Regions from separate parts of the Mus musculus genome. Here regions 1 and 3 are each linked to region 2. The links are chromatin contacts, called in public HiCAR-type and HiChIP or PLAC-seq maps. All regions are on one chromosome and are shown on one strand. Each heading gives the region's core, a stretch centred on a gene start, on an enhancer-like site or on the middle of the called end of the contact. The rest is flanking DNA. Distances are from core to core; before and after follow the strand shown.

Region 1 (3,900 bases), core at 273-2,772, 550 kb after region 2:
GAAACCAAGAAAAGTCAGATTTTAACTTTATCTCATTTAAGAAGAGAGGCAGTCAGCCATGTGGATTGACAGTTGTTGTTTAGAATAGTAAGGACTGAGCTGAGAAAATTCTGGGGGCCATGATTTCAAGAGGAGATGAATGCTGGGGGGCTTCGTGGAGGAAAAAACATTTAATGGTTGCCCAAGGCTAGGGAAAGTTCTGCAGTGCAGTTTGAAGCCTTTGAAACTCACTGGTGGTCCCTCGTCTGGAATAGTTGGCTTTGAGGTATACAAGTTCGTTTTTCTTTTGTCCCTACATGGGCTCCAGAGCACTTAAGAGCTAACACAGCCTTGGGGGAAGACTATAGAAAGAACCCTCACACATTGCCTTAGAGACACGATGCGGCTGCTGTGTAGCGTAGGTAGCACCTCTCTCCTGTCATTGGTCTTTTGGATCGTTGACAGCCTCCCTCTGCTCCGTGGCTATCTGCAAAATGGGTGTAATTCTAACTTTCCAGGCTCCTAGAGCTGCAGAGAACTCTTTTAATAGTGTTTGACACAGTAAGTGTGCCAGAGATATGCTCACTATTCATTCACAAGGCAAGTTGGAGGTCTTGGTTTAGTTTCATGTGTGACCCTGTCCTTGATTGTGGTGGAGAGGTAGATGCACGAGCCAGGATATAAGGTTTACAGAGAAGGAAGACCAGAAAAATACACTATTCGAACAGTGGGGGCCTTGGACAAGCTACCCCCACCGTGTGTGTGTGTGTGTGTGTGTGTGTGTGTGTGTGTGTTGGTGCTTGGGCTGGAACCCGGAGCCTCACATAATATGTTAAACAATCTCACCACTGAGATATGTCTCCAGCCCACCTTAAATGTGTATGAATAGGAAGTTAAGAGGCCCTGCTGCTGGAGAAGTTTGCCCAGGGAAAGGATGGCTCCAAATTGCTCCCAAGGCTAACTTGCTGTGCCTCCCGAGCCCACGCTGTTTCAGTGAGCCCCACAGTGGGAAGACTGTAACACTGGTCAGTCCTAACTCTGTTGTATCGGGGAGCACGTCCAGTCAATTCAACCTTACATGGGAAGCTAGGATCGATGAAAACTTCCTAGGAAAATTAAAATCCCCTTTTAGCTTAGAGTCACATAGAAGAGAGGTGACAGCTGATGCGTGTGGACTCTGAGCTAAGCTCTGGCTTGCCAGGATCAGAGGCTAATTTGCAGACACTTCAAGAAGTGAGGGTATATAAGCATGTCGGGTGTTGGGGGCATATATGCTGCAAACACTGACTGCCTCAGCACGGCAAAGGCACAAGGGTGCTTTGTTCTGTGTCCGACCTCCATATCCCCAGCTTTCAGGAAAATCTCCTCATTTTGGGTTTTCTGAAGACAGACACAGCTGCAACACAGAGGTGGGGCTTGAGGGAGGAGGCTCAGCTCTCACTTCTGGTCAGAGATCAACATTTTTCTCTAAGCACCACCCTCTGAGGCACTTTGATGGGAGACAGGGCCTTGGCCAATCAGAGCACCACATTCCTGGTTGTGTGATTGGTTTCTGCACAGGCCTGGGGCCCAAGCGGAGCCAATGACATTCCTCAGGAGTTGCTAGGCTGACTGGAAGTGGGCTTGCAGCCACGAGGCCATCTTGCCACATAAGTTGACCTGCTTTGGAGGCAAACTCTTCCTGGAGAGCAGAGTGGAGGGGGGGGGGGGTGTTTGCTGGGAGGCAGGTTTCCGATTTGTTGAGTCCCTGTGTCCAATCAAGCTTAAGGCTGGATTACTGGGAACTTCCTGGATGCTGGAACCAATCAATTATTTTCAAGTATTGACTTAGCTAGTTGGGATTGGGTTTCTTATCTTATGCCACAGAAAATCATGGTTGTCATGAGTGAGTGAGAGAGTGAGCAACTGGTCAGGCTTTGCAGCAAGCCTCCGAATCCCCAGGGCAGCGGTCCTCACCCACTAGGTCAGCGAAGCCAGGGACACATTCCTCTGTGGGTGCCAGGCCTAAGTCTATTAACATCCCTCAGTCGCTGTCATCTGTCACGTTGGAATCCACTTACAATCGGCCTGGCAACCAACAGAAGTTACACACAGACAGGTGCTGGCAGCCCACTGAAAAACGGCAAAAATGTGAATTCCTGTATGCATGAGGGTTTCCGACTCGTGGGACAATGGAATAATTTGGCAAAGTTGAGCCCACATCTGTGCACAACAACTGCAGGAAGCTCCCCGTTTCGCATCTTTATCATCGTCATCACCACCACCATCATCATCATCACCGTTATTCATTACTACTCTTAGTATTGTTATGATTGTCATTTTGCCCCATATCTTTATTTCTAATTTAGGGACCAACCTGTTCTCTTTGCTTGTCTGGCTTTGAAACCCCACCTAGGAAGGAATTCCAGCTGACTCAGCGCCTGGAGGGTCAGGGGAGGATTGAGATTACAGGAAGAAAGCATGGAGGGGGTGAGACCAGAAACAACTAGGTCCGCTCCTGAGTGTGCACAGACCACAGCCCAGACTCTGGAAACCTGGCTTGTCTGTGCAAATAAATGGATAGATGAATGGATAGAGGACAAAGGGGTGTGCTTCAGCATGCCTTTCCAGGAGGTGATAGGAAGCCCGGGGAGGCCTGGGAGGCTCCGGGAGGCTGGGCGTGTGGAGTTCAGTACCCAGCACATTCTTTTGCTGGTGTTAGAAACACAAAGGCTATTCCACATGTGAAGGCAAGGCTTCCCCCTCCTCCTTCCACCCTCCGTTCTGGGTTCCGAGGGCCTCTCCACCTTTGACCTCTTACTACAAATTATATTTCCCACTTTAGTCCATGTGTTTGCAAAGGAAAACCTCCTGTCCCTGCCCTAAATGGAAAGCCAGCATCCCTAGATGCAAGGAAAGGAAAGCATCAAGATGTTTATGTCTAAAGCAGATGGACCCAGGCAGAGCCTGCTGCCTGTCCCGGGCCGTTTAACGCAGGAGGTGATCTGGAGATGCCACTTTCACAAGGTTCCTGGAGCACACACACTCACAGGCACAGAAAGTATAGTGCTGGCTGCCAGTGCCTGGGGAGAGGGGAGAGGGGAGAGGGGAGAGGGGAGAGGGGAGAGGGGAGAGCCATTGTCCAATGGGGACCAAATTCCAGTAGGGCAAGAAGGAAAGAGATGTGGGTGGGCAGAGATAATGACAGTATAATAGGAAAGCTCTTAAAACTGTGAGGGTGGCTCAGTGGTTAGGAGCAGGCACTGCTCCTGAAGAGGGACTGACTGAGTTTAATTCCCAGCGTCTATGTAAGGCAGCTCACAAAAATTCTGGGTCCTGGACCTATGGTGTCTATCCATGGGCACTAGCAATTACCTGCTTGCCCTCAACGTAGACCTACTCACCTGCACATAGTTAAAGATGTGAAAAAAATCTAGGGTTAAAAAAAAACAAAACAAAATTGTAGACTGGGCATGGTGGCACATGCCTTTAATCCCTGCACTCAGGAGGCAGAGATAGACTGTTCCTTGTGAGATCAAGGCCGACCTGGTTGGGTTACATAGCAAGGCCCTATCTCAAAATATAAATAAACAGGGCTGGAGAGGTGGCTCAGCGGTTAAGTGCACTGCCTGCTCTTCTGAAGGTCCCGAGTTCAAATCCCAGCAACCACATAGTGGCTCACAACCATCCGTAATTATGAGAGACACCCCCCCCAATCCATCTCAAAATGAAACAAATCCCACAAAACCAGTTATTCTTGATTAGGTCTAAGGGAAAGGACCGGCCATGGGTGGGGGACGGGAGGTGGAGATGCCAGAGGCAGGATAAGGCTGAATGGGGGCACTGAAGAAGGTGGCTCTGGCGTGGTGGAGGTGGCTGCTGAATCCCCACATGACTGTCCCCATCGCTGGAGAGGAATGGCCTTCTGTGAATCTCAGCTCC
Region 2 (3,932 bases), core at 794-3,293:
TCCAGGAGTATTTCAAACTCTTACCCTCAACGCTTACATATAGCTCCACAGTCAAAAATCTTCACTGACTTCGCAGGACACACTGCTCCTACAAAGTGGCACCAAGAATGTTGCGTTCTAGCCGGGTGGTGTTGGCACGTGACTGTAATCTCATCACTCAGTAGGCGGAAGCAGGTGGATCTCTGAGTTCGAGTCTAGCCCATTCTACAGAGCTGGTTCCAGGACAGTCAGGGCTACACAGAGAAACTCCGTCTCCCTCCCCTCCGCCCACCCCACCCCCACAAAAAAAAGTTGAGTTCTCAATGGATTCTACATTTTTCATCTTGAGATCCCCAAATATCCTGGGGAGTCTAGAGTCTGGAATTGGTGGAATATTCCATAGTAAAACTGAGGACTCAAAATTTAGCCTTGCTCCCAAGCTTCCCAAAGGTCACATGAAATTTGGGCCTCCAAGGGGTAAATTAAGGTACATTCCAGCCTTCCTTTCCAGAAGAAAATGTATTTCTTGTATGCAAGGTGCAAAGCAACCCAAAGAAGGGATTCAAAGGATAGGCTACCTGATGAAGACCAGGGTGGGGTGAGCAGGAGGACCCCCCCAAGGACCCTGTACACAGACGCTGCACCAGTTCAGCACAGGTAAAGTCAACCTGGTGGGTGGAATTTCCTACCGACCTAAAGACAACCGCGAATGGGTAAAAGGCAATTCTTCCTATGCCTGCGTCTGGACAAACTTAACTGTGCTCGTTTTTTCCAAGCTAACCGTTTAATCCTTTCCTCCACTGTCACCTGCCCTTTGCTCTTCCGTGTTTTACTTGTGACCATTGATTGCTCAATTGGGTGAGCACCGTGGAGCACCTTGGGTGTCTCACATATCCATGGGCTGGAGCACACCAGGGGGGAGAGAGGGGATCACCACAGGGCGCCCAGTCTGCATACTGGTAAACTGAGCCCATCATCTGAACATTGGCTGGGCTTCGAGCAAGCATAGGCCTAGAATCTAATCAGCTGTACCCCAAATGGTGTCCACAAACTGTAAAGAGTGTAGAGGAGGCTGAAGGCCTCCAGAATCTCTTCTGCCATACTTCCGATGGGAAGACTGTCAGAGCTAAGGGCATTTTTCTCTGGCTGGGTTGCTAAGGGACAGCCAGCATGCAGCCTCAAAGGAAGCAGGGCTTACAGTCCCCATTCGAGGGGGCCAAGTGTGACAACAGAAGCCCCTGAGTGTCACCATATTGTTTGCAAATAGTTGCTGCTAAACACAAAGCGATGAGAATCCACCTTGGGATGGGAAGCTGATTCCAAAACGAAATATTGGGAAGCATTGGGCTCCCATGGGAGAAAGGAGATGAAGTGACAGCCAGTGAGTGACTGTCAGCTGACATCATAAGCTGCTCCAGGAAAGTGGACCACCTCAGGACCATGAGCTAAAGGCTAAGGGAGGATGCCCAGGCCTCTGACTCTTGGCCTCTCTGACATTCCCCAGGAGTCTCAACCAGTGGATCCATCCAGGCAGGAGGCCACCAAATCATCAACTTTGGAGGAAGGACCTTGGCCAGCGTCTGCCTGGGCACTGCTTCGGCACACACAGGCTGGGCCTCCGTAAATCTCCACAAACACAGTGGCCGCCTGCACATGCTCCCACGGCGGGGACGGAAGGGCTGCATATGGTGTACAGCTTTAACAGCTGAGCTTTAAAAAAAAAATAGTGCAGCTTTTCAAATCCATGAATCTGGGGTTGGGGTGGGGGTCCGGAGTCAGGGTGGAGGAAAAGAAGAAGCTGACGGGCATAGGAGTGAGCCCCTTGTATGAAATTTTATTATTCAGGGAATTTCATCCTACCTCCCGTTCAAAGGTCCCTTTGCAAAATGACACAGCGCTGCTTCCTGCCTGCCATCCATGAGCTTACTCATCTTCAAGTTTCTAAAGGCATCTACAAATGACTTTTTAAAATGGAAAACGAAAGTGTCTCATCTATCTATGAGGGAGTGGCACCCATGCTCTCCCATGGGCTAAACATTCTTAAGGCAGTTTATAAATGGAACAATTGTTCCCCCAAAGTTGGGACCTACAAGAGGTCAGTTGCCGCCATGCCTTGGGGGGCACCCTTTAGCTCCCCTCCTGGAGGTAGAACGTGGTGACAAAGGTGGCAGAGCCTGATCCCCTCGCAGTTTTCCTGGAATGGCCTCTCAACTTTTGCTTTCTGTTTCCTCTGCTGCTAATGACTGGCCCTGGCTCTGCAGCCAGCTCCGCTCTCCCCCCCTCCCAGCCCCCTGTTGCTGCAGCCATCCCCGAGCTCCAGTATAAAGTTTGGCTTTTGCAGCAGGAAGCAGCTGGGCCAAGCAACCAGCGAATGATAATGACCTCAGAAATCTGCTGTTCGCTCGGCAACAATAGGGTGCTCAGTCTACTGGAAAATTGTGTTCATCAGCTAACTCTGCTCAGTTACTAATTGACATTGCCAAATATTTTAAGAACAATTGGAATGCACAAGCAAAAAAAAAAAAAAAAAGAAAGAAAGAAAAAAAAGAAAAAAAGGAAAAAATTTTTTAAAAGAAAAGAAAGAAAGAAAAGGGGAGGGAGACCTTAATCCTCAGACTGAGTTTTTTCTTTCCTTTTTGTTCTTAAAAACATCTTTTGAGTGCTTGGGTTTGTTTGTATGGAATAGGCAGTGGTTATCTTGAATGGGGGCAGGGAGGTGAATCACAAGAGAGAAGAAGGTGGGAAAGGAAGAAATCTATCATATCACTATCACCAATGTATTGCAGGGAGGTGTGGATAAAGGCCTTTGATGCAGTGGTCAATGGGTCTAGGCGGGATGGAGACCCAGCATCTCAGGAATGCATTCTAGCAACAAAAGCAGACCGACCCCCAAGGCTTTTAGCCCAGCTGATCAAATAATCCTTGTCCAACTCAAAATGCTAGAGCAGAAGAAGTAGGGGTTAACGATATTTCCATCTTTGTATCTCTCCCTCCCTGGCTTCCATTGATCATGCAACTTTGCTGACTTTATTTAATGAACGGAGGGTCAATGCATTCAATTACCCCCTTCCCACCATCAACACTTCAATTATCCCCTCTCCAAAATGATGGGGGATTCAGAAGGTAACTGCCCTGTTGGATATAATGAACAGTATCGTTTCTTAGTACATTAAGTTTTAATTATACTAAGCATGATTTCCAAAGCAAAATCTGAAGAAACAGAACTTCAGTTGTTTTCTGACTCAGAGCAGAAGCGAGGATACAGCGGTGGCTTGAGAGGAGGTTTTAGGGAAAGATGCGGAGATTAATGCCATCAGAGCCTTTGCAGGCAAGCCAGAGAACCAGGAGGCATCACAACAGTGGGCCCTGCTTTTTAAATGTCATAAAAGAGTAAAATTTATAAGCTGACGCTCTCCAAATAGTTTCGCTTTGCATTGCACACAGAAGCAAACGACATGGACTATGGTGTGAAATAATAAATGAATCAAACAACAAACAAACAAACAAAAACAACAAAGGGAGATGGGGGGGGGGTGGCTGATCTGTGTGGCAAGTCCTGCCGCTTGCTTTCCTGTTAGAAAATATGACCCCTCTGCCTGTCAGAGGTCCTGGTTCTCGCGGTTGATCTTACGCTCGGTTCCCAGCAGTTTGGAGAGGCAAAAGAACAAACACATTTTCTGGTTCACTGGAATCATTTTCACATGTTCACTGATTCAAACATTCTTTTGCTCACATAACAAACAGCTGCATCCCACATTAGCCTAGCCAGTGACAGTCGCCCATCTCGGCAATAACTGTTTGATTGCAAACTTGACCCCTTCTTCGTCTCGGTCTAAGCAAGACATTTTTAAACAGCCACTCGGTTCCCAATCCTCCTTTGCAAAGAATTACATCAGATAACAAAGGACGTCTCTGCCACTCATTGTAAGCCTTCTTCTAGAGATCTATTCTAA
Region 3 (3,901 bases), core at 326-2,825, 520 kb after region 2:
AGCTGGGTTTGACTGTAAATATCAGCTATTTGGGACGCTGAGGCAGAAGGATCACAAATTCTAGGCCAGCCTGGGCCTAACAGAGGTACTTCAGGGCTAGCCTGGGTCTACGAAGAGACTTCAAGGCAGGCCTGGGCAAACTTGGTTTCTAAAAAGAAAAAGTAAAAATGGCAGCAGGCAGGCAGGCACGGTACTGAAGCAATTTTCCACTTGTGTCATCATGTAGGTGCTGAAATTCTTTGGACCCAGTGGGGTGGCGGTACGGTACAAGGACAGTTCGCTTCAGGGCTAGGTTCAATCCCTAGTATGAGAGAGAAAGAAGAGGGTGGGAAGTAACGGAGGAGAGAGATGGAAGAGAGGGAGAGAGGAAAAAGAGAAGGTGTAATGAGCTTCAATGGTATGACTGGTAAGGTATCAAAGACAAACAGGATGCCACAACAGGCCTGCACCGAACCAATCCAGAAGAAAGGGAGAAATAGCAGGAGGGCAAGGGAAGAGAATCCTGGAGAGCCCGTCTTTGCCCAAAACGCAGTGAAATGTGGGCGTCAATGTGTCCTTCTTAGTTCTACCTGGTTCAGCCTACACAGGGGCAGGACTAGGAACGTGGCGAAAGCAGGTCTGAAAGCTGTACAGCTTGGTGTGCCTGCGCATGCGCCGGACCCCAGCGCCACCGCCCAGCTCTCTTCAGCCCCGCCCACGCGACGCCCTGCCTAGAGCCTGCGCTCACACTTGGCCCCGCCCGTGACCGTCCAGTCCCGCCCCCCTCGCGGTGCGCGAGGAAGCCACGAGGAGGCCCAAAGTCCCGCCTACCCAGAGATCCACCTACGCTTTGGCTCTGTTACAGAGGCGCTTTGCGTTAGCTCGACGCCGCGCAGCCGCAGAGGACATGGGGCGGGGACAGGGGCGGGGTCGGATCGGAGGCGGAGGCTGGGTGGGCGGGCCCTGGAGTCACGTGTGTAAACACGCCGCACGTGGAGCTCAGCCTGAGCCAGAAGGGCGGGGCTGCGGGTTCCGAAGGAGGAGGCGGGTAAGGTGCGCGCGCGCGCGCGCATGGAGGTCTTGGGCGGCGCGGGACTGGGGCGGCCTGGTTCTGTCCCCAACTTCAGTTTCTTTATCCCGCTGCATTGGTGAGAGCTGTGACCAAGGCAGGCCCAGCCCTAGGGGACGAAACCCCCCTACATAATAACCCCACTACGTGCGCGCTCTCCCATTTCACAGATGAAGTAAAGAAACTTGCTCCAAGCCACGTGGCTGGAAAGTGGCGCCACCAAGATCTGCCCTGGACAGCAGGGCTCCTGGGCCTTGCTTTGTGGCTTGCGTGGCAAGAGGTTCTGGGCTCCGACTCCTACGTTCTGCCCTTGCCCTAAGGGCTACATTTGGTCTGGCTAACATGGCGAGGCCTATTGCTCCGTGCACAATGAGGTGACAGGGGTGCCTGCTCCCCCAGCTAGCAGTCTAGAGACGGGCGCAGGCCAAACCGTCGACCATGGTTTCCGTCTGGGTGTGGCTGGAACACTGCGGTGGGGTCCGGACACCTGAGCCTGCATCACTGCTCCTTACACAGCTCCTCCTCCATTTCTTTGCCCCTTTCTTCTCCCCGAGCCGCACAGAGCCCCTTTCAGAGGCGACGCCCAGTGCAGCGGGTTCCTACCCTTCTGCCCCAAAGGGCCTCCTTTCCTCTCCTCCTCGTCCTCCTCCTCTCCCATCTGTGCCGCGTGACCGGGGGGAGGCGCCGTACCGGGCGCAGTCCAGGCGTGGGGCCCAGCCAAGCTGTCATCCCGGACTGGCGGGCCCGAGGAGGCCTAAAAGGGGGGACCCGAGTGCTTGGGACTGGTAGGAAGCGTGCTCCAGGCAGAAAGGCTGAGCTGCCAGCAGTCCCGGAGAGGAATGCGCGCCCTCTTCAGGCTTAAGCGGCTAGGTCCTGCGGCCCTGAAAACCCATACCTGGGCCCCTCCCAATTTTGGGTTTGAGGGTTCAGGAGCTTGTTAATGGGACATTCCATTAATCTAAGGCTAAGGCTCCGAGGCAGCTCAATGTAGCTGTAGGCCCTGAAGCCAGGCTCAGTGTCTGACCTTGGGCAAATTGCTGAGCCTCCGTTTTGTTCAGTTTCTCCAGATTCATTTACCAACATTCCAGCCTCAATATGTCCCTCTGAGATGATGCTTTTGTTTTTAATCTCCCCATGCCCTCTAACTAGTGCCCTTGCACATTCAACCACGTGTGTTGTGCCCGTGCTTCCCAGAACAGCCATGGGGTTTTGGGCTCACTCCGTGTGGTTTGCTCCGTGGTGCACAAAGGCTTTCTGTAGAGAATTTGGAGTTTTGGCTAGGGAAGACCCTCCTTCGGACTGCCTCTTTACTCTGAGTGAAGTTGAGGAAAAGGTATATGGAAGCCAAAACACTGGGAGCCCTAGGACACAGCGGAAAGGAAGAATTAACAGAACCCTGCTGAGTTGTGCCCAACCCCGAGGCTATGGGGGTAGGCCTGCTTCTCCAAGCCAGTCACTGAAACTGCGTAATGGAGCTAGCAACTTCTGGGGAGTGGGTGACCATGGCTTCCCAGTTACAGCTAGAGTCCTGCTGTGAAATGCAGGATGCCGCTGTTCAGCAGCTCACCTCTGTTGTTGTTCAGGCCTTAACCAGGTTCTGTGCTATTTCTGTATCTGCTGCTTTTGCCAGACCACTGACAGCCGCCCCCTCCCTCCCTTCAACCCCCACCCCCCACCTCAACCCCCACCCCCACCCCCACCCCCTGCTTCTGTGGTGTCAGGTAGTTCCGATGATGAGTTCTGCCCCAGGGACTGATTCATGCCACATGCCTGTCCTGCCCTAGCTCCACATTCCTTGACCACTGTGATTAAGGACCATTCATTCAGCTTGATACTCTGAGAGGGAAGTTCTGGCCGGCAGGAATGTCAGCCTAAAAGATACTGGAAAATAGCAAGTGGAGAATGAAGTCAGCACAGAACCAAGCCAAGCTGGGCAAGATGGACGCCTCTGAACACCCAGATGGAGCCCTTCCTGAAACTAGATAGCATTGTGGCTTGGCTATGTCTCTGGATTCATAAACTTCTTACTTCTTCTGACCGTTGTTACTCTAATTTAATCTCCTCTGACTTTTTAGGGGACCCAAAACCTTAGCTACCACTTCTGAATGAAATGTGGGGCTTCAGGTCACGTGGCCCACCAGACTTGAGTCTCCCATGGTGTGTAGGGCTTTTGCCTGCTCTGACTTTTGGCCATCTCTTGACCCATGGTGACCTTGAGAGATGCTCTCTGGGCTTTTCTCCAGCTCTTAACTATAACCCTAGGGCTTAGAATCTCTGTCCTCAGCTAAGGAAAAGTGAACGATCCACTGGTCTCCCAAGGCTAGCTGGGACTTGGTGTTAGCCTCCTGCTCTTGTGCACTAGTGCACATGGCCCTTCCTTCTCCACTTCTGTTGGTCTCCTGACCCACTTACCCATTCTGCTCTCCCTTGAGCCCTCTCATAGATACCATGACCAACCTTGGGTAGTAGAGAACAGATGAGGTGTTTTCAACTCTTAACTTTCCCCCTCTAGATCCCAATTTCCACACAAAGGCTCAGACACTCTAGGCACTTGTACAAGCCCATCCAAAGGGCTACCCACAGCTGCTACCCACCAGCAAGCCAGAGGGTGGGAAGTGTGAACACACAGGAGGGGAGAGGATGCAGCGTGGGGATACAGACGGTGCGCCTCCCAAAATGTGCTGCTGCACATCTGCCCAGAGAAAAAGGGAGGCTCGGAATCGCCAGCTTTTTGTTATTTTTACTTTTTGGTGCGAGGGGCCATCTGTGCAGGTTTGAGTTTGTCTGGAGGCAACAGGGTTGCAGATGAAATTCAAATACAAGCTTACTTCGCAGGCTGTCATGCAGAGACTT

The links. HiCAR-type assays count read pairs that join an accessible place to other places. HiChIP or PLAC-seq counts read pairs in DNA pulled down with a chosen protein or histone mark.
Region 1: a contact with region 2 is called in a HiCAR-type map of astrocytes, with 3 times the contacts expected there. The contact joins two enhancer-like sites. A contact is called at or near these places in 3 of 39 promoter capture datasets (cranial neural crest, embryonic stem cells and hippocampal neurons) and 1 of 115 datasets of contacts at active chromatin or transcription factors (astrocytes).
Region 3: an H3K27ac HiChIP or PLAC-seq map of embryonic brain shows a contact between it and region 2, with 6 times the contacts expected there. The contact joins two enhancer-like sites. A contact is called at or near these places in 3 of 115 datasets of contacts at active chromatin or transcription factors (bone marrow-derived macrophages, embryonic brain and embryonic stem cells).

What each region holds. Positions count from the first base shown.
Region 1 is chr7:38,110,664-38,114,563 of GRCm38.p6, forward strand. No RefSeq gene overlaps it. Among named protein-coding and RNA genes, the nearest start is that of Ccne1, 5.1 kb to the left of the region's middle. Within about 2 kb of position 1,523, at least 82 of the 459 cell types and tissues checked have an H3K27ac peak or open chromatin away from gene starts, as enhancers often do. A contact at or near this core is called in astrocytes, where this site is marked.
Region 2 is chr7:37,561,163-37,565,094 of GRCm38.p6, forward strand. The region is part of intron 4 of Zfp536 (zinc finger protein 536); the gene reads right to left. Among named protein-coding and RNA genes, the nearest start is that of 4930505M18Rik, 110 kb to the right of the region's middle. Within about 2 kb of position 2,044, at least 110 of the 459 cell types and tissues checked have an H3K27ac peak or open chromatin away from gene starts, as enhancers often do. A contact at or near this core is called in astrocytes and embryonic brain, where this site is marked.
Region 3 is chr7:38,084,251-38,088,151 of GRCm38.p6, forward strand. The region is part of intron 3 of Gm30771 (a long non-coding RNA gene); the gene reads left to right. Among named protein-coding and RNA genes, the nearest start is that of Ccne1, 21 kb to the right of the region's middle. Within about 2 kb of position 1,576, at least 189 of the 459 cell types and tissues checked have an H3K27ac peak or open chromatin away from gene starts, as enhancers often do. A contact at or near this core is called in embryonic brain, where this site is marked.